Regions from separate parts of the Mus musculus genome. Here regions 1, 3, 4, 5, 6 and 7 are each linked to region 2. A link is a contact called in public ChIA-PET, Hi-C, HiChIP or PLAC-seq and promoter capture Hi-C data. All regions are on one chromosome and are shown on one strand. Each heading gives the region's core, a stretch centred on a gene start, on an enhancer-like site or on the middle of the called end of the contact. The rest is flanking DNA. Distances are from core to core; before and after follow the strand shown. Region 1 holds the start of Dcaf15 (DDB1 and CUL4 associated factor 15). Region 2 holds the start of Ier2 (immediate early response 2). Region 3 holds the start of 1700067K01Rik (RIKEN cDNA 1700067K01 gene). Region 4 holds the start of Ddx39a (DEAD box helicase 39a). Region 5 holds the start of Palm3 (paralemmin 3). Region 6 holds the start of Podnl1 (podocan-like 1). Region 7 holds the start of Prkaca (protein kinase, cAMP dependent, catalytic, alpha).

Region 1 (3,695 bases), core at 63-2,562, 560 kb after region 2:
GCCTCCTTGCTCTTCCTTTCCCTCCTGCTCTGGGTCCACTAGTCTATGATTCAGCTGAGGCTGGGTCTGCACATGCATGGTCATATTTTCTCCTCATGCTGGGGGGAGGGGGGCTGCTAGTGAGCCCTCCAGTCTTTGCATAAAGAAGAGATCACCTAGTAAGTCTCTCAGCAGTGTCCCCATCACTAATCCATACATCATGGCAGGTTAGTCTTGAACCTCTCCAGAAACCTTTGTCTTTGCTGGAATATTCCTCCTCCCCCGCTTCACAAAGCTACTTTGCATCCAACTGCCTTTCTACCCATACCTGGAATTCAAGGACAGGTACTCATTTCCTTGTTTATGACCTGTCCTGTTAGCTGGGTTCTCAATAAACCGAATGTGGCTGTAAAAAGAGCAGCCAGCAGTCTGGGTACACAAGTGCCATGTCTTCAGGGGAGTTCACTTTATGCCTGTTCCACGTGTAAAATAAAGGACCATTGCAGAGATTGAGTGAATGTAGGCAAAACTGGTGCATGAAGCTGTCATGTCCCGTAATATTTATTACCATTATTAATTAGTATGATAGGCTTAACAGGCCTTCCACAGGAGGTGCAAACTCAGAACCACGCCTGACCCATGGAAATTAATTTTTTTAAAAACAGCATGATATCTGTCTGATGCTATCATCGTCATCGTCGTCCGGAAGATGCTTTGTTTTGTTTCTTTGTTTGTTTTTCTGAGACAAGAGTCTCTCTGTGTAGCCCTGGCTATCCTAGAACTCACTCAGGCTGGCCTCAAACTCAAAGAGATCCACTTGCCTCTGCCTCGTAAGTGCTGGAAAGGCGTGAACCATCACGCCCGGCCTGGAAGATGTTTTAAAACGAGCCATTTTTTTCCCCACCGCCTTTTCCTGGTCTCCTCCCTAGCTGCCCAGGGATGCTCCTCAGGCCTCGGCCCTCCCAGCCTGAGCCAGAGCCAGGGCTGGAGATTCTGGCCCTTATGGACCACAGGTTCCCATAGCCCCGCCCACAGGCCGCTGGACGGCCAGTGGTTTCCACGGAAACCCACTCAGGGGCGTGACAATGTCAAGCCTGACAGAAATCTTCGCCTATTCAGTTGAAGTTTTTTGGCCGAGGAGCGCCAAAGTGGTTTCTGAGTGGTTTATCTTTAATGAAGGGCGGGAATAAGGCGGGAGCTGTTACCATCTTTACCAACCAAAAACCAAGATAGCTTTGATGGACAAGCGTAGCGGGAAGCGACAAGGAATGCCGGCTGTCACCCAACCGGCCGGCCGCAGTAAGGAGAAAAGGCCAATCAGAAAGTGCCAGGGGCGGGGCTAAGGGACCGGTTGCTCCGGAAGTGGAGGGAGGGGGTGAAAATGGCGCCCAGCTCGAAATCGGAGCGGAACAGCGGGGCCGGGAGCGCCGGCGGAGGCCCTGGGGGGACCGGGGGGAAGCGGGCGGTGGGGCGGCGGCGGGAACACGTTCTCAAGCAGCTGGAGCGAGTCAAGGTGAGGCCTGGCGTCTGAGGCGAGCGCGCCCGGTTGTGAGGAGGAGGGGACGCGGGAGGCGGCGGAGGGAGGGCGGCGCGGCGAGGTGGGGGGCGGGGCCGGGAGGGGGCTGGGCGGGCCGGGCGGTGGGGATGGGGATGGGTTTGGCGGTGTGGAGGCTGGTGCTGAGGCGCGGGCTGGGCTGGCGAAGGTTGGTGACTTGTGTGCAGCCAGTGAGGCGGGTCACCTGCAGGGGGCCTTGAATGAAGGCTGCTAGGCGAGATCAGTGAAGAAGGAAGGGGCTTGGGTGGCGGAGGCCGGGGAGAATCATGGAGGAAAGACCGGGGATGGAGGCTGATGGGCGGGTTACTGTAGAAGCTGTCCGAGGAATCTGGAGGAAGGGGAGACCTTGGTTTAGACCGATTTTTCAAAGCACTGCCCCTTGTTGGAGCTACCCCCCCAAACCCCTGAAGAGCCCCTGCTACCGACAATGGGCAGCCTCTGTTGGATGCTCCCTGTCTGTCCAAGCTCTGACCATCTCTATATCTAGTGCTTGTACCTAGGTCTGCCTCACTCATTGAATGGAGGAATGTTTCCAGAGTAGGGCCAGGTCTTCTCAAAGTGGAAGCCACTTAGGGCTCTGTCTCCCTTGTCAGAGGACACCTGAAAGGACAGGGATGTGAATAATGTTAGGTGGGCAGCTGTGGAGCAAGATTGTCTATGTGCACAGGAAGTTGGGAACTGGGTAAGGGCGAACTGTGCTTTTTCCTGGTGCTCCCTAAGCAAGGCTGTGGCTCTGCCCTTAGCCTAGACACTCCCTGGGCAAGGGTTATATCCTCTCAGGAAGGCTTGTCTGACAAAGCCATTCCCTTCATGGGTCGAGATGAACTAGGGGCAAGGTGCCAGGCCTTCTTTCCCACTAGATGGCTATCTTTTGAAGGCGGGCCAGAATAGCTCCCCAGTGGTCAGCTTTATGCCTGTTTCCTCAGATCCTTCCTTGGTGATGTTTTAGGGTGTGACAGTTGATTGGCAGTTAATTAAGAAAGGGGTTTTCTTAATAATGGATTGGAGCATTGGGAATACTGGGAGCTTTTGGTTCGGAGGCTCTATAGGTATAGGCTCTTGCCACCAAACCTAATAATGTGTGAGATCCCCAGGAGCCACGCAGTGAGAGGACATAGAGACTCCTGCAAGCTGTCCTCGCCTCTACTGTGAGTTGTAGTCTGCACAGTAACTACATTATCAAGAGAGAGATGGGTCCCCTTGTGGGCTAATTGGGAGCAGGCAGATAAATGCATGGCCCCACATCCTAGTCTCATGCGTCAGTTTTCAGGAAGGAGTCAGTTGTCCCAGTGAGGGATCCTTCCACAGGGAGACGTAGGGCTAGGGCTGGGAGGACTCTGGATCCAAACGGGGCTACGGCTGGGATGTAACCTGGGTCCTTGGTGGGGGTGGGGTGCTTTGTAAGGTCACTTGGCTTTGGTGTCTCCATCTGCCCCAGCAGTGGGCCTGGGGAAGCCTCGGCCTCTGGGAAGGAGGCTGGGAGGCTGCTTGGCTAAAGAGCCCTGGCTGTCTCTTCCCCAGATCAGTGGGCAGCTCTCACCTCGTCTTTTCCGGAAGCTGCCCCCCAGGGTCTGCGTGTCCCTCAAGAACATCGTAGATGAGGATTTTCTCTATGCAGGGTGAGGCTGAAGCTAGGCTGGGTGGTGGCAGGTCGGGCTGTGGGCGTGTCCTCATCTGCCCATTCTGCCCACAGCCATATCTTCCTGGGATTTTCCAAGTGTGGCCGCTATGTCCTCTCCTACACCAGCAGCAGTGGGGATGACGACTTCTCCTTCTACATATATCACCTCTACTGGTGGGAGTTCAACGTCCACAGCAAGCTCAAGCTGGTAGGACTAGGCCCTGCACTGGGCTGACCCTTCAGACAGCAGGCCTCAGCTGCTCCTGTATCAGTCAGCCTGTGTCCTGTGTGTAAATGGCAGTGCTGTACCAGTGGGGCGACCCTTGGAGAGTTGCTGAATTTTTAGGTCAAACTGGTGATTTCGTTTGGCTTAGGTATCACATATAGCCCATCTGATAGCCTTGGCCTGGGCCAGGATGCAGGCAGATTTCTTAGATTCACACAGGTTGTCACAGTGGCTTTAGCATTCCTCCTGGAGCCCTGCCTCTTGGTAGGGCGACTTCAGTTTCTGTTCCCATGGGCATAGAGGTAATGTATTCA
Region 2 (3,494 bases), core at 802-3,301:
TTAATTAGCTAGCTCAGCGGTTGTAGCTGAGCACGGTGGCTCACGCTTTTAATCCTAGCACTAGGGAGGCAGAGGCCAGCCTTGTCTACAAAATGAGTCCTAGGACAGCTAGAGCTACATAGTGAGACCCTGTCTCAAAACAAACAAAATATGATTGCTGTTCTCAGAGAACACAGGTTCGATTCCCAGCGCCCACATAACTGACCCAATGTCCGGAGATCCGATGCCCTCCTCTGGCACAGGCATGCAAGCAGGTAAAATACAAAAAGAAAAAAAGGAGAAAAGAAGGAGAAAGAAAGAAAAAACACTCAGAAGCAGTGCAGGACAGCTGAAACTATAAAGGTGATATCTTGTTTCAAAAAAAAAAAATTAATAAAAGGCCAGCAAGGTGGCTCAGCAGGTAAAGGGACGTGCCGCCAACACTGAGTACACGGGTAGTTTCCCCAGGAAGACGGGAAGAAAGAACAGCCCAAGAACTGAGTACTTTGTCCTCTACATATGTGAGTGCAGGAGGGTTTCGAAGATGTTTTTCCGTAACTCCACAGGGTGCGAATCTCACTCCACCCGGACTCATCCCGCATGACGGTGCCGCAGCGTGTGAGAGCATGAGAGAAGGAAACATCGAGTTCTCTCCGGGACGCCGTGCAGACTGTCCAAAGAACTGTAGCACCAAACAGACTCGAACGACCCGAGACAACACTTAGTTAGGCTCCTGAGGGCTGGATTGGAGGGGCGTGCTCGCCGATGGAAGGGGCCCCGCCCCGGAAGCCCTCTCCTCGGGCTAAGACCGGCTGCCCTTGTTCTTATATGGGCATCCGGAAGTGGTTCGCGGCGCCAACCTACGTCATTACATCCAAATTTAGCCAGGGAAGTCGGCCGGCTGCAGTGGCGGGAAGTCTGCCCGCTGGCAGGGGGTGTTTCTTAAAGGGCCTGCACAGCAAATGAAAGGGGTTATTTGAATTTTTCTCCCTTCTGCAACTAGAAGCAAGTTTTTCTTGGGAAGTGATGCAAAGTGGAACCGACTTCTTTTTTTCTTTTCTTTGTTACTGTGTGTGTGTGTGTGTGTGTGTGTGTGTGTGTGTGTGTGTGTGTGTGTGTGTGTGTGTGTGTGTGTGAGACATCGTATAGAAGTCTGTTCTCTTGTACGGCGTGGGACCGGTGGGACCGGGAATCGAACTGAGTTCGTTAGGCTTGGCAACAAGTGGCTCCACCCACTGTGCCATCTCGACCCAGATATCTGTCTTTCTTGGAGTAATTCCGTTCACGAGGGCATGAAGGCAGAAAACTGCTCTATTGACAAGGGAAGATCGCAGGCCCTATGGACATTGGGACTTCCATGCCACTGGGTTGCGGAAAACTGGGAGATCTTTAACGCTGAAAGTAAAGAGCAGTCGTGAGGTGGTGGATATCTGTGGTTACGGGGTACAGTGTCCGTGCCCACTTTCCACCCATGTCCAGAAAGGTGGAGATAGAAGGGCTGCAGGCTTTAGTTGATCCTTTCGCCATAGTATAATCATATAATCATTCGTTTAGTAAATATTGGTCAGGTGGCTGCCTATTTCTCACCTGGAAAACTGTATCTTCTATGGAGTGGAGGTGAGAGATCAGAGACATTGAATAAAAAGAGAAAGTTCAACACTGTAGTAACTGGCGTGTAGTAACTGCTTAATAAGTAGCAGCGTTTTTACTGTTCAAAAAATATTAATTAGCAGGCTGGTAGGCAAGATGAACGGTGCCCTCGGGGAATGTACCCCGGTCCCGGGTTTTCCCCACTGCAGTCAGATTACCGCCCACTATCCGTCTCGTTGGTGGGCCTCATCCTCTGGCCCGTTGGTGACTCTGAGAACCCAGAACCTAGTGTCTTAAGGTGCAGTGGGGAAGTTCTTCCTTGCAGTAGTTAAGTCCTTTTTCCTTCGAGGCGTAAATTTATCCCTATTGCTTTAAGGACTCGCTAGCCACTGTGGAAAGCCCGGATGAGGCCCTCTGGTTGGGCGTGGTGTTGCAGTGACGTCACTCTCAGTATATTAAAAGGCTCCGGCTTGCTGCCCTCGCCCGAACGTCTAGCAGAGTACCTGCTGCTGTAAGCTTGTCGTCTGGGCTGCACCGCCCGTCTTAACCCATTCTCGACTTAACTACTCTCGTCGAACAAGCATGGAAGTACAGAAAGAAGCGCAGCGCATCATGACTCTGTCGGTATGGAAGATGTACCACTCTCGCATGCAGCGAGGTGGCTTGCGACTCCACCGGAGTCTGCAGCTGTCCCTCGTTATGCGCAGCGCTCGAGAGGTCTACCTCTCAGCCAAGGTAGAAGCCCACCAGCCCGAGTTCCCGCCATCCCGCAGGGCTCTTGACCCTCGCCTGCACCCGCCGCGGGAAGCCGAAGTTGCAGTGGAAGTAGCGTCCCCCGAAGCCGTGCAGCCTCCGGAGCCCATGGATACGCAAGAGGAAGTGCTGCGAGTCCAGGAGACCCCTGCGCTCTGTGACCCGCCCCCCGCTAGAGTCAGCCGCAAGCGCCGGAGCAGCAGCGATTTGAGCGACGGTAGTGATGCCGGACTGGTACCAAGCAAGAAGGCCCGTCTAGAAGAGGTGGAGGGGGAGGCGACGTCGGAGGTTCCCGATCGCCTGCAGCTTCCTCCGGCACAAAGCGAAGGTGCCTTCCCTAACCTCGCCCGCGTCCTCCAAAGGCGCTTCTCCAGTCTCCTGAACTGTGGACCCGCCGTGCCCCCGCCGACGCCCCCCACGTGCGAGGCCAAGCCAGCCTGCCGCCCGGCCGACAATATGCTCAACGTGCTGGTGCGAGCTGTGGTGGCCTTCTGAGAGCTCTGGTGGCTTCTTTCGAGCGGCGCCACCGGAGCGGAGAACGCACACCCGAGGCGAAGGCCGGCGGGGGCCGTGAAGAAGAGCCGCGGCCCGAGCTGCCGAGAGGCCAGGGGAAGGACTGAGGAGCGAGGGGCGCGGGCGCCTTCTCCCAGACGTGCGTCCATAGGTGCTATTAAAGGACTGTCCCTTCCTTGGCTTGGAGAAGGGACACCTAGATCTTGAATCTCAGGGTCGAACTCTCTAGGGGCCAGGCTGCCCTTTCAAGGCCGTTTCACTACCATTCGCGTTTCGGCCCCTACAAGTGGGCACGCTTGTGCAAGCGGTCAGAGTTGCGTCATGGGACAGACGCGGGTGCTTCCTGTTGCCTTGCGTGGGTGTGGGGCCTGGGAGGAGGCCAGGGTGTGGACCCGCCCTAGGGACTGGGAAGTGACTTGAGTCACCTCGCCCCCACAGGCTGCTGTGGGTGAGCCTGAACTGAACCAATCAAATCTGCGATCAGAGTTGAAGTGGCTGGAGACCCCGGGACTGGTCAACCTAGATGATCGCCTGGCGTGGACCACCGCGGGACGGGTGGGCCGCTGGTCGTAGTTGCTGCCGTAGACACAGCTTCTTCGGGCAGGAAAGAAAATTTTTTTTTTACCAGCGTGTTTAAGAAAGTCTGTTTACTTTTCCCA
Region 3 (3,572 bases), core at 470-2,969, 660 kb after region 2:
AAAGGAGGCATACATGAGAACTAACTGTTCCAAGCGCAGTGTTAGCTGCTGGGAGATCTCCAGCAACTGCATGGAAGGTGGGACTTCATGACCTCAGGCAGTCAGCCAGAAGCAACCCTCTTACCCCTAGGCAGAGTCTAAAGGTGAAAGGGGCCTGGAAAGAGAGCTACTATACACACCCCCTTCCGGACCAACTCCTGCAGGGCTCCATAGATGGGAGGGACACTCCTTGCTGCAGCCTCAAGGTATAAGAAGTATGGTTCACACATTGTTAAGAAGGTGGGCATGGCCTTGGCTAGCTGTTCCTTCTGTACTCGGTCCCTGCTGAAGGGAGAAAGGGGCCTTCATGTGGCATCTCTCCCCTTTCATCTCTAGGTGCCCCTCCTCCACCTGTATCCCGGGCTGAACCCTGATGAAATTTTCTCAGTGCTGTGAGCATGTGCATAGCATGCGCCAGAGTCCTGGGTTCCAATACCCCCAAATTAAACATTTTTTAAAAAGGGGGGCTGGGAGCTGAAGTAGGTGTGAGAGGCTGGAGCTCAGCATAGGAAAAGCTTCCCCAAGAGAAAGACCCCCCCCCCAAATGCCAAGTCTTTCTCCGTTGTCTTTCAGAACCACCTGCATCTGTCCTTTGAAACATTTGTTAAAGTGTGGGCACCTGGGCAGGGAGCACAACTCTGTGGCAGACAGAATGCTTGCCTGAGTTCCACCCCCAGTGTGTTTGGGGGTATATACAACCAAGTTCTCTCAAAACTGTAGAGCGAAGCTCGCTCAGAAAGCCTCCCGAAGACATCCCAGCCCTTTCCACTTGTCAGGACACTGCATTTTTCCTTGGGAGTGGAGGGTGGCCTCTCATACCAGAAGTTCTCTGACTAGAGTTGATGCAGATGGAACCTGGTTACCTGAATTAAACAGGGTTTTAAAAAGCTAAGAGAGCGTTTCAAATTTGGTAGGGAAGATGAGGAAGGAGGCTCACCAACCAGAACGGAATGAGACCTTCTCTCAAGAAGAAAAATATGGGCCCAATCAACCAACCAACCAACCAAAATCAAAGTTCTAGAGAAAAAAAGAAAAAATATTTTGCTACCCTAAAGGCCTATACATTGCCTGCTTCTGCCTCTCAATTCTTCACAGCCCTTGGTGCACTAGTAAAATGTATTCCTAATTAGCTAGACTCGTATACTGTATCTCTGGGCCCTGAGTTCAGTTTTTGGCCTTTGTGGGCTGCACAGCCTGTCCTCCTGTTCCTGGGACCTCGGCCTTTGTGCAGGGTCACCTGTAGAGCAAGTAGCTTTGAAAGTCATCCGCCTTCCTGAGCAGGTAACGGAGCTGGTCAGTGATGGGGCTGAACATAGAGTCCAGCGGGAGGCGAGCAGGGGCCGGCCCGAGCTCCGCTGCCAGTGGCTCCCGGGAGGACGTGGAGGCTGGAGCTTCCATCATGGGCTGTGCCCGCTGGGGCTCCTGCTCCGCTGAAGTCTCGGGTCTCCCGGCGGGCGACCACGAAGGGTCTCCATAGGGCGGCGGCCCGGGTCCCAGTTCCTCCGAAGGCGGTGCTTCTCCGGGGCCTAGGGCCAGCGACCCCGTGAACCAGGGTTCGGCAGCCATCCGCGTCCACAGTAGGCTCCTCCAGCTCCTGCGGCGTCCCGGGAGCGCACACACCTGGGGCCGACCGGCTTGGGCAGTGAGCGCAGCCGCACTCAGCCCGGCCTCGACGTCTCTGCCGGCGCCGCCCCGCGGGGCTTTCGCCTCTTTTGAATTTCAGCACGCGGAGGGCGCGCAGCCTGGGCCTGCACTGCGCACGGAGCTCGGCGGGCACCTGGCGCGCGGGGTGCTGCCAAGGGCGGAGCCCCAGACCTGCCTCGTGTTTGCGGTGCGCAGCTAGGCGCCTTTTCTCTTCCCAGGCAATTGACTGGACTGGATGGGGGTTGTGACGGTTACCCAGAGGCCTAGGCTACACCCCAGCAGGTGACCCCAAGATCTCTTAACTGATGGAGCTGGGATCTGCTTTTGACCTTCCTAAGGCCTAGTGATACAGCGGTTACTTATACAATAAAAATCCTCAGATGGGTGATCTTATCCCATCGTCTTTTTAGTTCCAGTATGCCCGCACTGGTCCCAGAACACTTGTAGGTTGGATTCCTTGCTACGTGCAAAGACTGACTGGTATTTAAGTACAGGCTAGGAAGCCAAATATATTACAAGGCTGGAAGTACGCAGCAACAGGTGTCACACTGTCCTGTGTGACCCTCAATTTGACTTTGTCAAGCCAGCTGCCCTGTCTATAAAATGAGTTTTATGACGTCTGCTTCACCAAACTACAGAGGTGACAACAAAACGCTCAGCAAGTGTGCAGTTAACTGTTAGTCACTCAACAAACACTTGAGCAGGTGGTTCTGGAATGAGATGGCAGAAGACAAAGGAACTATTCCAGTCCTAGACTGATTTTGTCATTGTTGAGACAGGACTGAGTGCCTGTAGCCCAAGCTGCCTTTTAACTATGTAGGTAAGTCTAGTCTCGAACTCCTGATCCGACTTCCCTCTCTGAAGTGTGAAGATAACAGGTGTGCCACCAAGCCCAGCCACAAAAACCGTCTCTTTTTGTGGTGGTGGAGATAGAACCGAGACGTTCTATCTGTATACTTGGTGAGCCCATTGAGTAGTGGGCTGAGGGAAGCCGTAGCTATTCTGCCTCACCACATTACTGTCTTAATGTTAAACTCTTCAAGGAGGCTTTTAGCACCTTCTTCCTCCATACAGAAAATGAACTTTTTTTTTTAAAGTTTTATTTAAAAAACCTTCGGTGCAATATTAAAAAGCAATACAGCCAGGTGGTACAATAGTAGACAGACAGAAAGGGAAGGACAAGAGGACCCAAGGTCCCTTACCTCACCTGTTCCCCAGAGGCTGGGGGTCAAGGGGGAGGACACGGGGGTGGTGGGACGAGGAAAAAACCACCACCAGGATGAATAGGCAGAACAAAACACATATAAGATACATCTGGCTGAACTGAAGAGGGGTTTGGGGCCACAGGAAGCTCCCGTTTTTTTGTTTTTCAAAAATGTCCTGGTCTGGGGAGAAAGGGTGACCCCAGGTAAATGAGCCAACCAAGTCCTCCAACCCCATACTCCACTGCTGTGGAGAGGGGTGAACTAAGGTCAGGGGTGTGAGAAAAGGGGGAGAATGGAGAAGGGCACCCCCTCCCTGGAGTCTGTTAGGAAGGTTGAGTGTACCCATGCCCAGCTCCTGGACTATGGAGCCGCCCTGGGTGCAGTCTGGACTGGTTGGGGTGGGGACATGGCTGGGTGCTCAGCCTAGAAGGCCATCAGGATCATCATCCTCAAAGTGGCCTTGCTGAAGCACCTTGATGTGGTGCTCGTAGATCTTCAGGGCTGGGCCCAGGCGAATGGATAGGCCAGTGAGCACATCTGTCCGTTGCATGAGCAACAAAGACTTGCCATCAATTTCCTGGGCAGGACAGAAACGGGCAGGGTCAGTGAACACCCGTGAGGCCCTCTGTGCGTACACACACCTGTAGGCCCAGGCTGGGAACTCACCTGCTCTTGAAAAGCAGT
Region 4 (3,467 bases), core at 69-2,568, 950 kb after region 2:
CAGGGACAGACAGATCTCTAGTTCCAGGCTAGCCTGGGCTACACAGTGAGATCTTGTTTCAACAACAACCAAAAAACTTTTAAGTTCTAAGACTGGCTAGGCAAGGTGGCCAATGTGGCTTAAGAATTAATGATGCTTTCACACGACCTGAGTTAGGTTTCTCAGTTTACATCCTTCTAACTCCAGGGTCAGTACTTCCGGCCTCCTAGAGCACCTGCACACAGGTAGTCATTCAAATATTTACACCTAAATAAAAAACTTCAAGAACAACCTCGATTTCAGGAGAACCTATCTTCTGGCCTCTCATATGTGTACTCTGTCTTTAGGCAGTACTGCTTTAAAAACATTTATTGTGCTGGTGAAAGGATAAATGTGAAGCCGGGCTTAGTGGGACACGCCTTTAATACCAGACCTCCGGGGACTGAGCCAAGTGGACCTCAGTGAGTTCGAGCCCGACCTGGTCTTCAGAGAGAGAGTTCAAGGACGACCAGGATTATGTAAAGAGATCCTGTCTCAAGAATCTAGGCACACAAAAGGTTCCGGGAACTAGTTGAGGCGCAACTCGGAGCGTATGGCCCCCCACCCCCAATACGTCAGGCCTTGCTTCAACCAGGAAAATGAAACAAGTGAACCCAGACTGTCACAGACCTAAAGTTTCAACTATAGGTCCAGGCAGACCAGAGGCAACGGGCTGAACCGGCCTCACACCGGGAAAGCGACGCCGAGTGAATGGCCACGTTCCTAAGAGGCGCGACACTGGCCTTCCGCATCAGAGTCTGGAGAAGAATCTCCTGGGCGAGCGGCGGAACAAGACGGGAAGCCGGTGACTGCAGACTCGGGACGTCTGCCCAGATAGCCTGAGTCCTCTCGCCGTGACCGAAAACGCAGTGTGGATCCGCCCGGTCCCTCAATCCCACCACGGTACACATGGGGCCTCCGAGAGCCGCCATTCCCATCACCGTCCCCGGAAGCCGACCTACTAACGGCTGGCCCGCCCCTGGCGCATGCTCAATGGAGCCCAACGGCCGCCGGCTCGAGGTGCCTAACCGTCCCGCTGCTGTGCGCCCACTCCTCCCGCTGCACCGCGCCCCGCAGCTTCCCTTTCGGCGAACCCACAGCCCCGCACCGCGGCCCCGGCCTCGGGACCCGCCACTTACCTGCCGCCCGGTTCGCCTCCGCGAGCTGCAAAGAGAGCCACCCGTCCGGTTCTACGCCGCGACCCTGGACGCGCGCTACAGTGCTTCCTGCCTGGAGCCCAACTCGAGTCTCGCTCACTGGATAGCTGGCTTATCACTCAACAGAGGAAAGGATGATGGTTGGTTTATAAGGACGCTGTCGACCGGCTATTGGGCGTACCTAGACTCAGGTTCATTGGGCAGTCGTAAAGTAGGCGTGTCCAAAGGGGGAGTGGGCTAAGCGGCGGTTCCCGCCCAGTCACGTGAGATGAGTTAAGGGCCACAGTGGATACTGCCACTTTTAGCTGGCATCCGCACGTTAATTGCGCGTGTATGTGCCCCAGCTTTTTAAAGTGTCCTTGCCTGCCTAGCTTAGAAGCCCTGACTCTTTTGTTTGGTTGTATCATTTCGAGACAGGGTTTCTCTGGGTAGCCCTGCTGTCATGGAACAACTCCATCTGTGACCAGGCTGTCCTCAAGAGATCTGCCTGCCTCTTCCTCCATGTGATTGAAGGTGTGAGTGCTGTGATTAAAAGCGTCCACCACCACGCCCAGCCCCCCTTTTTAAAAAGATTTATTTATTTTTGGTTTTCGAGACAGGGTTTCTCTGTGAAGCCCTAGCTGTCCTGGAACTCACTCTGTAGACCAGGCTGGCCTCGAACTCAGAAATCCGTCTGCCTCTGCCTCCCAAGTGCTGGGATTAAAGGCGTACACCACCAGGCCTGGCAAGATTTATTTATTATTACATCTTAGTACACTGTAGCTGTTCAGACAGCACCAGAAGAGGGCGTCAGATCTCATTACAGATGGTTGAGTCATGATGTGGTTGCTGGGATTTGAACTCAGGACCTGTGAAAGAACAGTCAGCGTTCTTAACCGCTGAGCCATCTCTCCAGCCCTTGTTTTTCTTACCCCTACATTGTACCACCACCAAAACAAAAATCCCAGGCCGTAAACTGAGCTCATAGTTCCAGAAAGCCAGCTCTTTGGGGATTGCAGAAGAAAAGCAGCTGCCTGACCCCAGATATCTGGTGATAGAAAAAGACCTTGTCTAAGGAAAACAGCTAACCCCCATTCTGCCCCTATGAAACCTTCTTCTCCCTTCCCCATCCTTAGCTATAAAATCCCCAGCCTGAAACACAATCTACATTGTCTAGATCATGGTACTGAGAGGCTACCTGCCAGATAAATAAACTCTAGATGTTAATGCTGTCTACACTCATCCTTTCTTTCCACAAACATAATTCTTTCTCTCTCTCTCTCTCTCTCTCTCTCTCTCTCTCTCTCTCTCTCTCTCAAAACAAAACAAAACAAAACAAACAAACAAACAAACAAACAAACAAAAACCAGTCAGAGTGGCACAGAACTTTAGTCCCAGTTCTCTAGAAGCAGAGAACTCTGCTTTCAACTAGCCTGGTCTACATAGGATAGTTAGAGGCAGGCAGAATTCTTTGAGTCCAAGGCCAGCCTTGTCTATACAGTAAAGTCCAGGATAGCCAGGGCTACAAAGAGAGACTCTGTTTCAAAACACAAACACAAAATGAACAAACAAACTGCCCACACATCTAGATTCCATCCCTGCAGAGCTGAAACCACTCTTAGTTATGACCATGGCAACTCATAAAAGAAAGCATCTAGTTGGGGGCTTGCTCACATTTCCAGAGACTCAGTCCCTTATCATCATGTGGGGAGCATGGTGGGACGAGTGGGAATGTCTTACTTTGTACACTGCTCTGTTGGCGTGTTTGTATCTGTGCAATGGAGATCAGCGAGCCCTGAAGAGCACACGCATGTCATTAAGGCTGGGCAGCAGCACCATCTCACTAGCCCTTTATTTTTATCTTTTGTTTATTGAGACAAGGTCTCACCACATAGCTCTGTCTGGCTTGGAAATCATGTAGATCAGGCTGACCTTAAACTCATATATACACCTGCCCCTGCCTTCCAAGTGCTGAAGTTAAAGGTATGTGCTACCTTACCCAACATACTTTATTTTATATCACTCAATTGCCAAGGCTACGCTGAAGTCACCATCTTCCTACCTCAGTCCTTCAGGTGCTGGGATGACAAGTGTCCCTTGCCCAGCTAGCTAGCTTTGTAATTAGCAGGGTCTCAGTGTTTCTAGTTTCCTTATTTGGTGTACTGAGGGTGGACTCAGGGCTGCCTGTGTGCCAGGCAAGCCCTCTGCCACTATCTACAGCTCCAGGCTTTGTTTTGGTATCATTTGTTTTAGGAGTTTGCTTTTTAGCCTTTTAAAAATATTATATATACGATCCTTTTGCCTGCAAGTATG
Region 5 (3,762 bases), core at 477-2,976, 640 kb after region 2:
TGCCCTATCTGTAGAAACATTTTATCTTCCTTGTGATCCTAGAAGGCAAACAGTACTAATGTTCCTGTTTTCCTGAGGGGAAACTGAGGTTCTGAGGAATAGCAAATAGACTCGTCTGAGGGACTGGAGAGGTGGCTCCATGAGCAGATGCCCAGAACAAACTGAAAGATGGCTCTATCCTCCCAGCTCTGCAGCAGCAAACAAGAGCCTGTCTCAAACAAGTTGAGAGTCAGAAACCACACAGGGTTGTCCTCTGTCCACACTAACACATACACACACACTTGTACTCTCACACCCTTGCACACACTCTAGCATGCACATACACTCTTAACACTCATACATCCACACACACACAAACATGTGCACACATACTTATACCTTCACACCTTTGCAAACACTCTCAGATGACACACACACTCACAGAGGACACACACAACACATGTACTCACACACTTTCATACACACACACATACACTCATACACATACACATGCATGCACCCACACCTCTCATATGTACACACACACATTCACAGAAGACATACAAACATGCAACCACACACTCTTATATACACACAGTTACATCCACAGAACACACACATCTACCCACACACATTCACACTCACAGTTATCACTCTTCTACACATTCACTCACACACACACAAATGCATTCACACACACACACACACACACACACACACACAGCATGAGATTGTCTGAAGTCAGGAGGGTGAATGAGGACACGAAGGACTTCTCCCTCAGTGTTGGCAACACACAGTGCAGGGTTCAGGGGCTCTAAGGACCTTCATTTGGATACACATAGGAGGCCAGAGACCCTCCTAGAGGAGGGGATTTCGACTAGGGCAAGGGCTGAAGGTTGCCTGACAGATGTCCCTAGGGAAGTCTAGACTCCTGTTCATCACTCTGTCCTTGGGGGAGGGCTGAAGTCCCCCTCAGCTGTCCCACTCCTAAGATGCTATCTCCCTAACTCTTCCTTGGGGGGGGGGAGGATCGGGTTCCCATTGCTAAGCAACCAGGTTTGTACTTGGTGAATAATGCAATGGAGGGCACAGAGAGTAAAGGACAGAATTGGGGTCCATACTGGAGGGAAGCCCTCTTTCTAGAAGTTTCTATAATCTCTTGGAACCCCTCTACCCATCATTCCCTAACTAAGGGTGGATAATCCCATACTAGGCAAAAGCTGGCGACTGAACCAAACCTCTCTCACTTTGAAAGAGCCTCAGCTAAGGTGAACTCCCCACACGTCGCTCATCTCTTAACTCCAAGGTCGTGCCTCAGCCATAATCGAGTTGCTGCTGACAAGGAGCGGAGGGGTGGCCATTGTTGCCTAAGACTTTGCCAATCTTTGGAGGTTGGGGCGCGCCTTTCTCCCTGGAATCTCTAGCATTTCCTCGCTGCATTCTTGAGAGGGTTGGTGACCAGGATTACACTTGGATGCACATTCTTGGATCCTGACACCCTTTGTCCCCTAACTCTGCAGTAGGCCTAGCTCTCTAGAGGCTTGGCTCTGAATGGGTCCCAGGTTTGGCCACCACGTCCCCTCGTGCTCCCCTCGGCTCCTTAGAAAGGCCAACTGGGGCTCTTAGGCCAGGCCGGTGCCCCCTACCCCAGCCTTTCCACCCCGCCCTCCCGCCCCCACCCCAGACACTTACGTGGGTGTGGCCGGAGACAACACCGGGGTCTGCAGAGCCATCACTGCCCAGCAGAGGTGTGAGCCAAAGGCCCCAGACTGGGCCTTGGTTGATGGGAGGGGGCTGTGGGGCGGAGCAGGAGAGCAGGTCCAGCTGGTTTGGGCGGGAGGCGCGGCCCGGTTGGGGCTGGGGCAGTGCTGGGGAGCGCTATCAACTTCTCAGGATGAATTATTTACCAGCCTCCGGCCTCCACGCTGCGCTAGGCTGCCTCCCAGTTCATATACACGCAGCCACGCCGGTGCTCCAGCAGGTGGGGGACAGCAGCCAAGCACTGACCCGCGGCCGCTGGGGAACACGCGCCTGCGTTGGGCACTCACACAGGAAAGTTTTACTAAAAGCCCAGAGTCATTGGCTCTCCCTTCTAGGACCTTGGAGCATGCTGTAGGGAGAGCTCTCTGACCCGGCTTTCGGAGACCATGGCAACCAAGAAGCCCAGGATGTGGGTCACTGTGGACAATTTGCCTCAGGTTTCAAGGCTTCAGTTTGCCCCGCTGGGAAATGGGAGAATAACTTCAATTGGCCTGCAGGTCAGAAGACCCTGTTGTGCTATTTAATGTTTAAGGGTGGGGGTAGAAATAAACGATAGGGAAATGGCCTCCAATTCACTACCGAGGATGTCTTTCCTTTGAACTCTGTCATTACAGACCTCCACAACCAGACCAGGTTTGATCTTTGTCTTGAAAGAGATCAGCCCTTGTCTGTCTCAGCTAGGTGCTTCAGAGGACCTTGCTCTGAGCAAGGACCCCTTCCCCCACCACACCGAGTGGTAAACTTACCCACATCTAGGCCTCTCCTCTCCTGACCGCTTCAGGGCTCCATGGGCCACTTTTGGCACGTAAAGTTGAGTGTCTCTCCTGGAAGCACAGGCTCCACCATACTGGATTGGGGCTGTCCTCAAGGGCTGGAATGGCCTATGTTCCACAGTCTAGTACAGACTCTTAAGAATCTAAAGATTTGCCTGGCGGTGGTGGCGCATGCCTTTGATCCCAGCACTTAGGAGGCAGAGGTAGGTGGATTTCTGAGTTCCAGGCCAGCCTGGAATACAGAGTGAGTTCCAGGACAGTTAAGGCTATACAGAAAAACCCTGTCTCAACAAAAACAGAGCCAAATATATATACATATATATATGAAGGTTTGATTGAACCTGAATCAAGTAGGTCACCTGACTTGGAATCCCACTTCCAGGAAGGTTCAGGTAGGAGAATGGCAAGGTTAAGCCTCCCTTGGGTTACAAAGTGAGTTAAAAACCAGTCTAGGAAACTTAGTAATAAATTGTCTAGAACTAAGTGGGTGGGGAATGGGGTGTTGGACATGTGGTTTTGTGGTAGAGAGCTTGCTTGGCATACATAAGGCCCTAGATTCAATCCCTAGAACGGGGGCGGGGGAAGTTGAATTTAAGCTTCTAGATTATTCTGAAAACATATTTCTACGACAAGAGGACATATATGTGTGCATATATGAATACATATTTGTATGTGTGCTGGAGTTGAACCTGGTAGGCAGGTCCTCAGCACTGAGCCACACCCCTGCCCTGTTTAATGTCTATACCCACGTGTCCTAGTCCTGTGCACACGGACGCAATTGCTGGTGTCAGTCACCACCGTATTTGCTGAGATAGGGCCTCTCATTGAATCAGAGGCTTCCTCACTTGGCTAGCTCACTGGCCACTAAGGCTTGGGAACACACCTGCCTCTGTCTTCACAGTGCTGGGCTGAGGGACAGGAGCTCCCACGGACTTTTTTTCCGTAGGTGCTGAGAGCCAAACCCAGGCCCTCATGCTTATATAGCAGGAACTCTGGACTGAGGTATCGTTCCAGAGGCTTTGCATGCTTTTTTTTTTTAACAGCATTTTCCATTTGTGGCAATTAGCATATGCACAGTGACAGGCAGCCCTTGCTCCTATCTAGATCAAGAGCATATTCAACACTCCAGAAGGAAGCTGGGGTCCCATGGCAGTCACGCCCCTGGCAAACACCCTCCTGTAGCTGTGTGTAGGGTTTGCCCTCTCCTTCTCTCTCTCTCTCTCTCTCTCTCTCTCTCTCTCTCTCTCTC
Region 6 (3,390 bases), core at 341-2,840, 540 kb after region 2:
GCAGTGGATGAGGGGACCAGCATTCTAGCAATCCCACTCTGAAGGCTAGGGACTAGCATAAATTCCTAGGCTCCCCCCCCCCAACCAAACCACCACATCCTGTCCTTACTCAAAAGCCACAGCCACCACCATCCCCCAACCCTCGAAATTCCACCGTACTCAGCAGTTGTGGAAACCCCCAAGAGCTGGCCACAACTGGCAAACAGCGGATGTGGAGAGGGGTTGGGACCTGGTTGTTCCCAGCTTGAGGCCCTCACCCTCAGAGGTGATGAGGTTGCTATGCAGGTCCAGGGTGCGCAAGCCGCTGAGGCGGGACAGCTCGTTGTAGGGGAGCTCCCGAAGCTGGTTGTTCTGTGGAATAAAGACAGTCACACCAAGGCCTGTCTCTTGCTCCTCAACTCAACCTGGAGGTGCAGCCCAGTGGCAGAACACTTGCTTAGCATCCACAAGGCAGGCCCTGGGTTCATCTCTAATATCTCCAGAGAGAACAGGAAGAGGAGGAGAAAAGAAGACATCCCATTCCGTGACCCCAAACAACCTTGAGGCTTGTGAGGCACTAAGCTCTTTACTGCACCACCCAGCAAACCACACGGTTACCCTGGGCCTGAAGCCACATGGGCTGCTGATTTTGAACCTGGTCTCTGACACTCCTCTAGCCTTCCCCAACACCCCATCCCCCAACAGAGGGCCTCACTCTGCAGTGAAGGATGGCCTCCTACTTGTGTCCTTAGTACTGGGGCCACTACAACAGACTCTGATCTCAGCCCCCAACACCCTTTTGCCCAAAACCATTCCAAAATACTCCTGTGACCTCCAACATCACAACTATTGACTAATTTTGTAGCCCTGGCTGTAAGTCTGTAGACCAGGCTGGCCTTGAACTCACAGAGATCTATCTGCCTTCCTCTGCATCCCCAGCGCTGGGATTAAAGGCGAATGCCACAACCATGCAGCTGAACTCAGTGTTTTGACCAAAACAACGTAAGTCCTAAGATTCTGACCCCAAACTCCACTCTCGGGACACACGATGCTTCTACCTCTGACATTGGCCTGGCTTAGCGGAACCAGAGCAAGGGCAGGTTCAGCTCTGCCATGTGGACCTCCCACATGAACCCTGCCCTATGCCTCCCTCTCAGATCCCCAGCCCTTACCTGCAAGGAGAGGTGCCTAGCAGCTCTGGTGATATTGTCTGGAAATATCCTCAGGTCCAGACCAGCACAGTCCACCGTGTCATCTCGGGGACAGGAGCAGCGCCAAGGACAGGGCCTCGGGAGGGGCTGTGAGCTGTCACCCAAGTGTGGGAAGGCAGGGTCCTCCGTGTGTGCTAACGACCACTTTAGCATCAGGAGCAGCAATAGCAGCTCTTGAGGCCTCTGGAGGAAAGCAAGGGGCCAGAAAGCCACCTGGTGAGGACCAGTGGGCAGAACCAGGCAGGGGATGGGCAGACCTGCCTTCAGACCCTCCCTGCCTAACTCACCATAGTCAGCCCTGCTGTGCCTCTCCCCAGCTTCTGTCCAGCACTCACGTCCTCCAGTGTCTGCTGTGACTACAATTGCCCTCCATCTCTCAGCACAGAGCGCGCACACACACACACATACACACACACACACACACACACACACACACACACACCCCGCGGGGCCTGAGAAGATGACTGTCCCTTTCCCCTCCCTGAAGAGGGCAGGCCGAGGGCTCATCTAGCCCATCCCTCATTCCCTGCCTGCTCCAATCACCCCAGCTCCACTTTCATAACCTCAGCCAGCCTGAGCCGAGCCACAGCCATGACGAATACTTGAGGAAAAGCTGAGAATCACCCTATCTGGTATTTGGTCTGACCACAGACAGGAATGGGGTGCCAGTGGATGGGGCAGGCGTTAGAGAGTCCCCAAGGAGATGAAGCCAGCCAGAAGGGCTCAAGGGAGGATTAGGCTTCTGTTCTCATGCCTGGCTGGCAGCCACTGCCCACTCCCCAGATAGTCATGGCTCTTGGAAGGAAATTAATGTAAGGGAGGCAGAGGCTGGTGGGTGTCCGTGAGAGCTGGGTGCTGGCCTGCCTGTCTGACCCTGGGCTATTTGCCTCAGCTTCCTTTTCCGCAACTGGTCATGGTTGTCTCACCTTCCAGGAACCTTGTAGAGTTCAGTAAGCTAATGCAACTGAGAGGACAGCATGTTGTAGGCACAGACCTGCAATCTCAGGGCTTAGGGAGACTGAGGCAGGAAGATACCGACGAAGCCAGTACTAGCTGCGTAAGAGCCTGTCTAAAAAACAAGCGACGTGTCAAATGTACATGAAAGAGGCCTCTTCCTCAAGGTCTGTCAACTCAAACACCTAGGGTGGGAGAGGTGGTTCAGTGGTTCAGAGCACTGGCTGCTCTCCCAAAGGACATGAGTTCAGTTCCCAGCGCTTATGGAATTGGGGATCCTGGGATTCAGGCAGGTAGCCCTGGCCTACAGGAAAGACAGCCAAGCTGGAGCGGAAGCCAGTCAGACAACAGGCACCAGTCAGACAGCAGGCATCAGTCAGACAGCAGGCACCAGTCAGACAGCAGGCACCAGTCAGACAGCAGGCACCAGTCAGACAGCAGGCACCAGTCAGACAGCAGGCACCAGTCAGACAGCAGGCACCAGTCAGACAGCAGGCACCAGTCAGACAGCAGGCACCAGTCAGACAGCAGGCACCAGTCAGACAGCAGGCACCAGTCAGACAGACAGCAGGCACCAGTCAGTCAGACAGCAGGCACCAGTCAGACAGCAGGCACCAGTCAGACAGCAGGCACCAGTCAGACAGCAGGCACCAGCAGACAGCAGGCACCAGTCAGACAGCAGGCACCAGTCAGACAGCAGGCACCAGTCAGACAGCAGGCACCAGTCAGACAGCAGGCACCAGTCAGACAGACAGCAGGCACCAGTCAGTCAGACAGCAGGCACCAGTCAGACAGCAGGCACCAGTCAGACAGCAGGCACCAGTCAGACAGCAGGCACCAGTCAGACAGCAGGCACCAGTCAGACAGCAGGCACCAGTCAGACAGCAGGCACCAGTCAGACAGACAGCAGGCACCAGTCAGTCAGACAGCAGGCACCAGTCAGACAGCAGGCACCAGTCAGACAGCAGGCACCAGTCAGACAGCAGGCACCAGCAGACAGCAGGCACCAGTCAGACAGCAGGCACCAGTCAGACAGCAGGCACCAGTCAGACAGCAGGCACCAGTCAGACAGCAGGCACCAGTCAGACAGCAGGCACCAGCAGACAGCAGGCACCAGTCAGACAGCAGGCACCAGTCAGACAGCAGGCACCAGTCAGACAGCAGGCACCAGTCAGACAGCAGGCACCAGTCAGACAGACAGCAGGCACCAGTCAGTCAGACAGCAGGCACCAGTCAGACAGCAGGC
Region 7 (3,718 bases), core at 175-2,674, 690 kb after region 2:
ACTTTTTTTTCCCTGGCTAGAAAAATTCAGCATGGTTTTTTTTTTGGGGGGGGGGTGTGTGTATGTGTGTGTGGATATACCTCCCTCTGGGTGAGCCCTCGGTATGCACAGAATCCATCTGTCTTAAGCAAACCAAATCATTAGCTGTCACCTATTGCTGGATGGCGTTACCCCAATGCGCGCAATTCTTCTGACCATCCCCATTCAGTGGAATGAGCCTTTGCTATTCATTTCATCCGCAGTTTCAAACCAGCCCCAGGGGCTGGGTGAACGACAGAACCGCAGTTGTGAAACGACCATTTATTGAGGGGCCTTCTAAGGAACCCAGACCTCAGGGTAGGCCAGGAGGGTGCTCTGCCGCTTTACCTCACCCGCAACCCAAGAAAAAGGACAGACGTAATGGCTCTGAGCAAGACCAGCTCCAACTTGGATAAGGAAGCGCAGAAGCAGCTCTCTAGGTTCATAAACAGTCTGCCACCCCAGCCAGGGCCAGACGAATGCACGGAGGAGGTGGAGTGACAGGATGAGAGGGGCAGAGGGACCCAGAAAGATCTTGTCCCCCATGCCAAGTGACACAGAAGGGAAAAACAATGCAGGAGGTGGCCCCGGGAAATGCTCATGGGGGTGGGGGTGGCTTGGAGGTGGGAGCTGTGATGAGGTGAATCGGGCAGGGGTAGGAGAAAGATGGCGGGGGCTGGAGGGGGAGGGGTGTGGTCACCAAGTGGCCAAGGTCCCTGCAGCGTGGACCCCACAGCACTCCCGAAACTGGCAGGAGCCTGGATCAGGGTCAGGCATTGGGGCGCTGTGTGGGAAAGGTAAGTGACGAAGTGGGAGGGGGTATAGAATCTGGAGAAAGGGACTAGGAGAAGAGGGGTTGGTGTGGTGACAGGGCCTCATCTGGGGCCCCGGCGGTCATACATGCAATGGTTGGCAGTGACAGCTGGGTGGGGGGGCACGGCCTTTGCAGTGGGGGATGGTAGGCCATGGGCACCAGGCCCTACTGGGGGCAAAGTATCTCTGCGGTGATCCGACCCCAACGTGAACAGGCAGCAGGCAGGGGTGCAGGCAGACAAGATTGGGGGGGCATATGGGGGAGGGGCCATGCAGTGATGGGCATTGCGCGGGCAGGCCGCACGCAGTGAAGATCAGGGTGACGGCCGGGCACTCACCGCTCTCCTGCTCGCTGCCCTTCTTGGCGGCGGCGGCGTTGCCCATCGCGGCGGCGTCGCGGCCGGGGCCAGTCCCGGAGCTGCGACGCGGCGGGTGCTAAGGTGGCCGGCGGCCCCGGAGCGCGCTGGGCAGCGGAGGCGGCGGCCCCTGGGGCTGGCTGCGCTGGCTGCGGCGCCACGACCCCCGCCCAGCCCCTGCTTCCCGCGTCTCTCTGCGCCCGCCCGCGGGGGAGCCTCAGCCCAAGTCCTCTGTCCGTGACGCCCCCGCAGCCCACCGCCCATTGGTTCAGGCCTCCCTGACTGACAGCCCTACGCCGCTGTCCATTGGCCCTCCGGAACCCTCCCGCGCCACCATAGGCTCCTGGATGAGTGACGCGAGTTGCAGACTCTCCGCCACTCACGGGCTCGTGAGGCCGCAGTCGGGCGGGCGAACGCACGTGATTGGCCGAGAAGCCCGAGAGGGCTTGGGGCTGCCCCTGCGAAGCCGTCGATTGGCGGAGACAGGCGGCCCCGGCTAGTGTCAGTCCCGGGGTGAGAGGGCGGGGCAGCGGCTCAGGCTGCGGCCCGGGCAGCGGGCGGGGCGGAGGCTGCGGCGGCTGGAGGGTGGCTGGGTGGCAGGCGCTGCGAGGTGCGGGAGGCGGCCCGGCGGACGCCCGTGCGGCAATGTGCGCGCTGCAGTCTCCCGCCCCTGCCCAGTGCGGCAGCGGCCACGGGCCAGAGGTTGACGCCACGGCGGGCCGGCGCAGCGGCTGTCCACCTGCCAGGGGGGGAGGGGCGGGCTGGCGCCGAGGGTCAAGGGTCGCCGGGCGCCGTTCGGTGTCATTCATAAGGAGGCCCGACACTGGGCAGCCGTGACCCAACTAGCTCGGGGTCCGCTTTGGTTTGCTCGCGACACAACTGGAGCTGCAAGGGGATGTTGGACCCAGAACTGAGGGCGTGCTGGGAGGAGACTCAGAGTATCTACACTCTTTGCTAAGGCTCAACCCTAGGCCCCTGAAAAGTAGTAACTACGGACGCCAGCCAAGTGCATTACTTCTTGTACCTTGCACGTTGGGCCTGCCATACTCCCATTTTATGGAGGCTCGGTCAGGCTAGTTCCTTGCTCTTAACTAATCTCCATTGCCTAGACATGACCAACATAACCTGCCCCTTTTGGGCAGGAAGAGAGCCGTTCTCCTTCCTTCTGGATGCTCATCTTTAAATTTTGTTTTTATGCAATGCTGGGGATTGAACACGATGCATACTCCCTGCGAAGTAAGCATTGTACCACTGAACTAGAACCTCACTCGGTGTTCTTTCAAGTCTGCACTGTCAGAACGTGGTCAGTTTCCCACCTTGCCACTGACACCAGGGGCCTGAGCACTCTGCTGGAGGGTCTCCTGCACACTAGGTTGATATCAGAACCCCACCCTCACACTCTGGATGCTGGTACTCTTCCATCTGTCTGCTGCCTGGGACAACACAAACATCTCCAGATACTGCTAAATGTACTCTTGGAAACAAATTATCCCTACCCTCACCAGAGCTCTGTAATAGAGGGTGGCCAGGGTGGACGGTGCTGGGTGGACGGTGCTGAGTGGACGATGAGCTACCTCTCCTGGACTCCAAAGGGTAGTTGACTCTGAGGTACATATACCTATAGACTCACTGCTCAACAATGCACAACCAGCTTCTAAGCCAATAACTATATGTACTCCTGCTACTAGGTCAGCTGCAGTCCCCGAGGGGGAAAGTACCCTGCCAGAAAGTACGGTTCCTCTGGATTATGCGAGTTGGCTGAACAGACAAATACTCCATCTCTGATTTGGGGAGTTTTGCCACAGCTAAGTGAAATTATCTAAATTGTGGCTCTGTGTGTCCTTGGGTCACAATGTTGCTCTATGCCTGTGGGTCAAGGTCAGAGTGAGAAAAAAATCACTGGCCGCCATCTATTGAACAGCTGGCATACTTAAGCTTGGACAAAACAGAACCAAAATTAAAAAAAAAAAATGGGCAAAGAAAAATAGGCTTTGACCCCCAGGTTGTGGTGCAAACTGTACAACTAGTTGAGACTGGAATTAGGGGAGCAAGCAAAGGGAGAAGGTCCAGCCACTGTAAGGACAAGAAGTTACTCATGATATGAAAGTGACAAAGCTGTTCAGCCACAGAAGGACAAAAAAGAAAACAGCATATTACAAAACTTTTTACAGGCACCAGCTGACTTAAGAGCACTGGCTGCTTTCTGGAGGATTGGTTCAATTCCCAGCTCCCCACATGGAGATTCACAGCCACTTCTAGAAGCTCCAAAGCCCTCTTCTGGTCTCTGCAGACACCAGTCGTGGTACACAGCCGGCCCATACAGGCAAAATACCCAAAACACATAAAATAAAATTAAAAAAAAAGTTTTAATCCAGGCAAGGTAGAGCATGCCCTTAATCCTAGCACATGGGAGGCAGAGGCAGGTAGATTTCTGAGTTTGAAGCCAGCCTTGTCTCAGATCAAGTTCCAGGATAACTAGAGAAACTCTATTTCAAAAAAGACACACAAAAACAAAACAACAACAACAAAAA

The links. Promoter capture Hi-C pulls out the DNA fragments that hold promoters and counts their contacts. A called contact is a pair of places that touch in the nucleus more often than the background predicts. ChIA-PET counts read pairs in DNA pulled down with a chosen protein or histone mark. HiChIP or PLAC-seq counts read pairs in DNA pulled down with a chosen protein or histone mark.
Region 1: a contact with region 2 is called in an RNA polymerase II ChIA-PET map of effector CD8 T cells, with 7 read pairs. The contact joins the promoter of Dcaf15 here to the promoter of Ier2 in region 2. A contact is called at or near these places in 2 of 39 promoter capture datasets (hippocampal neurons and neural stem cells) and 4 of 115 datasets of contacts at active chromatin or transcription factors (double positive thymocytes, effector CD8 T cells, embryonic stem cells and 1 more).
Region 3: a promoter capture Hi-C map of the SN4741 cell line shows a contact between it and region 2, with 4 times the contacts expected there. The contact joins the promoter of 1700067K01Rik here to the promoter of Ier2 in region 2. A contact is called at or near these places in 11 of 39 promoter capture datasets (the 3T3-L1 cell line, the HPC-7 cell line, the SN4741 cell line and 6 more), 10 of 115 datasets of contacts at active chromatin or transcription factors (bone marrow-derived macrophages, embryonic limb bud, embryonic stem cells and 3 more) and 3 of 9 other capture datasets (adipose tissue, embryonic stem cells and liver).
Region 4: a contact with region 2 is called in a Hi-C map of B cells, with 10 read pairs. The contact joins the promoter of Ddx39a here to the promoter of Ier2 in region 2. A contact is called at or near these places in 2 of 39 promoter capture datasets (the C10 cell line and pre-B cells), 1 of 484 Hi-C or Micro-C datasets (B cells), 4 of 115 datasets of contacts at active chromatin or transcription factors (double positive thymocytes, fetal liver, regulatory T cell precursor and 1 more) and 2 of 9 other capture datasets (adipose tissue and macrophages).
Region 5: an H3K4me3 HiChIP or PLAC-seq map of embryonic limb bud shows a contact between it and region 2, with 4 times the contacts expected there. The contact joins the promoter of Palm3 here to the promoter of Ier2 in region 2. A contact is called at or near these places in 7 of 39 promoter capture datasets (the SN4741 cell line, embryonic stem cells, hippocampal neurons and 4 more), 9 of 115 datasets of contacts at active chromatin or transcription factors (acute myeloid leukemia, craniofacial prominence, embryonic limb bud and 5 more) and 1 of 9 other capture datasets (adipose tissue).
Region 6: an RNA polymerase II ChIA-PET map of memory CD8 T cells shows a contact between it and region 2, with 484 read pairs. The contact joins the promoter of Podnl1 here to the promoter of Ier2 in region 2. A contact is called at or near these places in 1 of 39 promoter capture datasets (hippocampal neurons) and 3 of 115 datasets of contacts at active chromatin or transcription factors (effector CD8 T cells, embryonic stem cells and memory CD8 T cells).
Region 7: an H3K4me3 HiChIP or PLAC-seq map of bone marrow-derived macrophages shows a contact between it and region 2, with 3 times the contacts expected there. The contact joins the promoter of Prkaca here to the promoter of Ier2 in region 2. A contact is called at or near these places in 10 of 39 promoter capture datasets (3T3-L1-derived adipocytes, the C10 cell line, the HPC-7 cell line and 6 more), 1 of 484 Hi-C or Micro-C datasets (CD4 T cells), 3 of 115 datasets of contacts at active chromatin or transcription factors (bone marrow-derived macrophages, double positive thymocytes and extraembryonic endoderm stem cells) and 1 of 9 other capture datasets (adipose tissue).

The regions. Positions count from the first base shown.
Region 1 is chr8:84,102,414-84,106,108 of GRCm38.p6, reverse strand. Dcaf15 (DDB1 and CUL4 associated factor 15) reads left to right here and starts at 1,312. Exons shown (of 13, transcript NM_001357322.1): 1 at 1,312-1,492; 2 at 3,056-3,153; 3 at 3,228-3,363. The coding sequence starts at 1,361.
Region 2 is chr8:84,661,409-84,664,902 of GRCm38.p6, reverse strand. It overlaps Ier2 (immediate early response 2), which reads left to right and starts at 2,051. Exons shown (of 1, transcript NM_010499.4): 1 at 2,051-3,494. The coding sequence starts at 2,152. The coding sequence ends at 2,817.
Region 3 is chr8:83,999,610-84,003,181 of GRCm38.p6, reverse strand. 1700067K01Rik (RIKEN cDNA 1700067K01 gene) reads right to left here and starts at 1,719. Exons shown (of 6, transcript NM_183097.3): 1 at 1,277-1,719; 2 at 180-321; 3 at 1-66. The coding sequence starts at 1,605. It overlaps Samd1 (sterile alpha motif domain containing 1), which reads right to left. Exons shown (of 5, transcript NM_001081415.2): 4 at 3,555-3,572; 5 at 2,767-3,465. The coding sequence ends at 3,307.
Region 4 is chr8:83,713,028-83,716,494 of GRCm38.p6, reverse strand. Ddx39a (DEAD box helicase 39a) reads right to left here and starts at 1,318. Exons shown (of 11, transcript NM_197982.3): 1 at 1,158-1,318.
Region 5 is chr8:84,019,438-84,023,199 of GRCm38.p6, reverse strand. It overlaps Palm3 (paralemmin 3), which reads right to left and starts at 1,726. Exons shown (of 7, transcript NM_028877.1): 1 at 1,672-1,726. The coding sequence starts at 1,712.
Region 6 is chr8:84,124,189-84,127,578 of GRCm38.p6, reverse strand. It overlaps Podnl1 (podocan-like 1), which reads right to left and starts at 1,590. Exons shown (of 10, transcript NM_001013384.2): 1 at 1,478-1,590; 2 at 1,152-1,373; 3 at 258-351. The coding sequence starts at 1,480.
Region 7 is chr8:83,970,684-83,974,401 of GRCm38.p6, reverse strand. It overlaps Prkaca (protein kinase, cAMP dependent, catalytic, alpha), which reads right to left and starts at 1,424. Exons shown (of 10, transcript NM_008854.5): 1 at 1,170-1,424. The coding sequence starts at 1,215.